Linked DNA regions of Gasterosteus aculeatus: region 1 is linked to region 2. Evidence: chromatin contacts called from public Hi-C data. All regions are on one chromosome and are shown on one strand. Each heading gives the region's core, a stretch centred on a gene start, on an enhancer-like site or on the middle of the called end of the contact. The rest is flanking DNA. Distances are from core to core; before and after follow the strand shown.

Evidence for each region. A called contact is a pair of places that touch in the nucleus more often than the background predicts.
Region 1: a Hi-C map of whole body shows a contact between it and region 2, with 7 times the contacts expected there. The contact joins two enhancer-like sites. A contact is called at or near these places in 5 of 6 Hi-C or Micro-C datasets (liver, skeletal muscle, tail fin and 1 more).

The regions. Positions count from the first base shown.
Region 1 is chr6:6,558,220-6,560,919 of fGasAcu3.hap1.1, reverse strand. It overlaps ttc7a (tetratricopeptide repeat domain 7A), which reads left to right. Exons shown (of 21, transcript XM_040178632.2): 9 at 1,131-1,191; 10 at 1,358-1,495. Among protein-coding and RNA genes, the nearest start is that of ttc7a, 11 kb to the left of the region's middle. Within about 2 kb of position 1,404, at least 2 of the 9 cell types and tissues checked have open chromatin away from gene starts, as enhancers often do.
Region 2 is chr6:6,505,842-6,508,541 of fGasAcu3.hap1.1, reverse strand. No RefSeq gene overlaps it. Among protein-coding and RNA genes, the nearest start is that of calm2a, 3.4 kb to the left of the region's middle. Within about 2 kb of position 1,416, at least 3 of the 9 cell types and tissues checked have open chromatin away from gene starts, as enhancers often do.

The DNA.
Region 1 (2,700 bases), core at 155-2,654, 52 kb before region 2:
TAAGGAAACAAACAGTGACTGATTAAGAAATGTGTTGAACCTGGAAATCAACATGCACAACAAAAAATACCAGTATTCCATTACATAACGAAAAAAGAGATAATATCAGAGCATTATATAGCAGAAAATTATGTAACTATATAAGATAGCATAGTATAATAGGATGCAGTAACAAGTAACAATATAACATGTCATAACATGACAACATGACATCACGTAACACAAAATAACCTGCCGGGACAAGAAAACATAACATAAATAGATAACATGTCACAATAAGACATGACAAGTTAATATCATTTAACAACATATTGAAAAATAAGACTAAATATACAAGCATAACTTAACATTACATAAAATAACACTCCAGCATAACACACATAAGTATGTGCTACATGTAGCATAGCACAACACAACATGACATGACAGTGTAATACAACAATTGTATCAAGTTATTAGTGACAGAATGTAACTTAGCGGGACAAAAATAACAAACGATGGATGGCACAGGCACACACAGCTGTATCACACAGCTGTATCACACAGCTGTATCACACAGCTGTTTTAGCGTTTGTTGCCTTGTCTCTGCATCAGCCTCTTGTAGTTGAGGCCCTGCGAGCCATTCTGAGTCACCCTCACATGACTAATCCTGCCCACACTCTCATAAGTGAAGATCTAAATCCATGTCTGAGATTAGAAGGAGAGGAGGAAGAGGAGACTTCACCCTGAGGAATAGCTGCACTTGAGCATTGTTCACGCCTTCCCTCTGTTTCCCATTTGGAAAAGGCCACGCCGGTGTGTCCGCCAAACGTGTCCTTCAGGCCCGGAGAGGGAGGGGAATCAACAAATGTGATCGAAGAGAAGGGTGGGAGTGGTGGAAGAAATGAAGGACCCTGTGTGTGTGTGTGTGTGTGTGTGTCTGACATCTGAGTGTGCTGTGTCGCGATACACCCAGTGTGGCCCGTGTTGTGTTACAGCACCACAAGCGAGACAGAAATGCGACACTGCCGGCAATCTGGAAATCTACCTGTGGACAGGTTGTGTGTGCGTGTGTGTGTGTGTGTGTGTGAGAGACAGAGGGATAAACTTCCTGTTATTGGTTCTACTTCCTGTTTCTTGTGTCCCGGCAGCTTCTGTCCTCAGGACGTGCTGGAGGAGGCTGTGTTGCTGCTGCTCATCACAGAGTCTATGGTGAGAAACACACACACACACACACACTCCCTGTGCCTCCCCTGACATTTCCCTTATACGCTCCTCGCTCTAAGGCGGTTTCAGCATCGACTCATTTTCCTTCTTTAGTTTCCCTCCTCCTCCTCCTCCTCCTCCTCTCCCTCACTCGGTATCTCTGTCCGCCCAGGCCAGCGGCGAGGCGGTGATCAGCCGTCTGCCGGACCAGGCCGAGGCTCGCGAGGCCAGCCTGCAGAATGCCAACTCCGTCTACGACCTGCTCACCATCGGCATGGCCAGGAGGGGGCAGTACGGCATGCTTTCTGAGGTGAGCACATGCGCACAAACTGAGACGCGCGATCCATGCCGGAGGTCTGTGGTGAAGCAGAAGCGCGGGGATGAGATGTGTTAGCGGGAGCTTTGCCAAACCTTTTAATGCACGTCCTTAACAACGAGCAAGGGGATTAGGTGTCTCTTTCTTCTTCTTGTTCGTCTTCTTCGTCCTCACTTTTTGTCTTCATGTATCTCATTCCAAACTCCTCCTCTATTTACTCTTCCTTTCTTCTTTTTTTTTAAACACCCCAAATGTGACCTTTGCCTGGATGTAGGAAGTTAGGGAGGCGGAGGCGAAGGTGGTCAGCTAAAATTAGGTTAGTCCAGCTGTCTGACTGATTCATAGATCGCATCAGTCATCTTACAAGGAGGCCCACGCACACACTCATACACATCCAGGTGGTTCTACTTAGACCAGGGGATCAGTTTGCTGATAAACGAGGCCAGTGTGGGACATTTATTGAGAATTAGATGTCAGCCGGGCAGTGCCATCCATCTGTAATAAGCAGCAATCGATCAAGGAGATGTCTGAGGCAAGACCGGGTTTTATTATCAAATTTTCAGGACACTGAGGCGGTATTATTTTGTTGGATTATGATAATGGATTATTTGCTTATGGCAATAAATGGAAGAATTATTTAAATCGTGCAATTAAGTGAAAGCAAAAATATTCAATTATTAGTAAAAGACTTTTCCTACTCTCCGTTATGTATTGTCATATATGTTGAATTATTGGATGGATATTACGGGTCCATTAATGTGTCAGTAGCTGCTCATGGTAGAGACATTAATGGTTGGTCCTCCACTAAGTTACTGACTCCTAATGAGGAATCATGGACATTTATTTCCAAAGGATTTTAGACACACGAGGAATTAGACATGGCCAATTACACTTGGACAGTAGAATGCCTCAACCTTTTATCGAGCGCTATCTTGAGGTTGGAATGTTTTAATAATAATATGTTTATTTGCAAAGAGACACGTACAAATCCGGAAGAGATTCCAAATGACAACTAAGAGAAGCAAAACAGCTGCAAATGCACCACTAATATACTTACAATGATCATATAAGGGGGAAAGATATTCTCAAAGAGACACCTAACGAATGCAGAGACTCGGCATAACCACAAAGAGACACAAAGCAACTACATGGCCTGGAGACATGGCTAAAAAGAGACAAAGTGGCCACAAAGATAAGCC
Region 2 (2,700 bases), core at 167-2,666:
GCATGGCGGGGTACGGCACAAATCTTGCTTAACTGGTGTGTTGGGAAGACTTTTTTTTAAATGGACGGGCCGCCGGCGACAAATATGAGAAGATGTTTACCGCGGTGTAACTGAAAGACGCGGACGCCATCACTAATGTATGAGGGCTTTGTAATGCACCTGCTGGTCCCCGGCCAGGCGAGTGGATCGCCTTTCATAGGACAGGACGGAGGGTTGCTCGTGTGCCACGGACGGCGAGGCCAGGTGTGCGAGGGACAGGAGGCCTCCGCGTGTGTGCTTTTGTGTGCGTGAGGTTAGCCTGAGGGACCACTTTGCGAATGCGTCCACATAATCTGCACTGCTGGTAAGCAGAACAAGGGTAAACCTGTTCATGTGCACACATTCATTTTTTTTATGACCTAAGGGCCGCATGTGACCAGCGTCAGAGAGGAATTCACGATTATCGCCTCCCGGCGTGCACCGGCCAAAGGTCTGCGGTAAAGTTGACGGCCTGGTGCAAACACTCCTAGTACCGTCGAAAAAGCCCCCCCCCCCCTGAGCCAAGCCCATCCTGGCCTACCTGTGTCTGAGAGAACGACATGTTTTGCCAAAATTACATCGTGAGGCAGAAATGATTAATGGCCTCAAATCGGATAAGATGATTTGGACGGGCCCCGCTATTCGGTGTCCACCGGGACCAGATCCCCCATCTCCAGAAACATGCACGCCAGTGGTTTTATACGAGGGGATCTAAGGGACAAAACCACTTACTGGCTAATAGAATCACCCCCCCCCCCCCCACCCCCTTCTCAGTCTGCCTCCAGGTTGTCTGCTGCAATCGGCGTGGAGCTGGAGCTCAAACGCCGCAGCAGTGCAACAGTGCTCCGTGGAACATTCCAGAAGTGTGGCCCCTGGGCAGGCGAAGGCATTTGATCCGTATCTCAAACAGGTGTCTCTGTGCTTGCTACGGGTTTTTTTTTTGTTTCTTCTTCCGCAAGTCCAGTTTTTATTCTGGTATGATCTCAGTTTTCACACACTTGTCCTGCAAATCCTGCGTAAAAATGAAACCGGTGGAAGCGAGAAGTCCCGCAAAGGGCAACGTAAGGGCCACTTTACTGCTGTAGTGCGTAAACCGCAATAAGGAAGTGGCCCTGTCCTTGTGTTACAATGCCCTGTCCTTGACCCCCCCCCCTCCGCCTGCAGTAGCGTAGGCCAGGTCTGTCTCTCTGCAGTGGCAGCAACCTGCAGAAGTTGTCCCGCTCCACGTCCCCGTCCCCCCCCCCTCACATGATGATCTCATTCTGCGAGGGGGGGGGCAAGCAGGCGCTACCGCACGCCGTGGCTACTTCCAGACGAAGGCTGCAGAGCAGGTGTCTGGTCGTATGTGCGTGGGACAGTGTGTGTGTGTGTGTGTGCGCGCGCGTGTGTGTGTGTGTGTGATCAGGGATGTGAGGTTGCTGCGTTTCTACTTTAACTCCTCCAACAAACAAATGGGACTGATCTGGCCCGTGTTTGGGGGCTCAAGTGGGACACCTGGTGGCTGCACAAGAAACAGCAGCGATCTTTCGAATGAGATACTTAAAATGATGCTTAAATGTTAACATATCAATGAAGATATGTAGTATTTGTATAGTAACGTCAACTTTGTGAAAGTTTAGTCACATTGTTAAAGTTCAGACACTCACATCGGGTGATACTTATTTTCCCAGTAAACAATCTTTTACGCTGAAAACAGTGATCATAGAAGATGTCGGAGCATTTTTATAGGTGATGGGGTTTTTCCACAGTGGGATCATTACATTCATTGAGTACTGTGACTTCATCCAGCACTGATTGGATTGAAGATTATATAGTCAATGATGAAATCAACACTGCCTCCACTGGCCACAAAAAAACACGATTAAGTTTTTACATTTGAAAATAGCACGTCACATGAAGATATATTGAGGCTCGTGGGGAAGATGATATCTTCAGAGGTCAGGGCGAGCTGCGGAGACGGTCCTTAAAGAGGCAGAGTTGGACCTTCGTGTTAAATGCCCCCACCCCACCCCCACTGTTAAAGAGAAACATTGCTACATCCTAACATCTTGGATGTCAGGATGTAGCCTAAAATAACATCCCCACAGCACAGCGTTGCCGAGGAACCATCTTCAATGATTTACATTAAGAATATCTTTTGGGGGCTTATCATGAGTGATACAAACTTGGATTAATTCCTGCACATTTTGTACTAAAACTACCACAAACTCCATGGCAGAAGCCCACATATTCCAAAATGTAAATGTAAAATAAGTGTAATAGTCACATATTCTGGCGGGTTGCTATGGGGGAATCTGTGGTTTCAGCTTGAAACCACTGCAGTGGTTTACTTTTCATCAGATTGTTTCTGCAAGGTCAGACTCTCGACTGTAAACTGTCCAGGCAAAAAGAAACGACCACTAGTAGCTCAAACTTGGCTCGTCCATTGCTGCGCAGAGAGCATTGGAAATAATTGACTTTAAAAGTCACTCCGGTTAATTACTAGTGGATGTTTTATTGTAAACAATATAAATACGGGTAATTTCATCTGGTCTTTATAAAACATACAGTGACTCAAAAAGTGGTTGCCCCACGCGAGTCTGTGCATTTCTATGTGCACGCTGGTGCTTTTTGTCTCCCTTTGAAGGGTTGCTTCGTTATCTTTCATCCCTTTTTGTTGTAGTGAATAATGTGGACCACAAG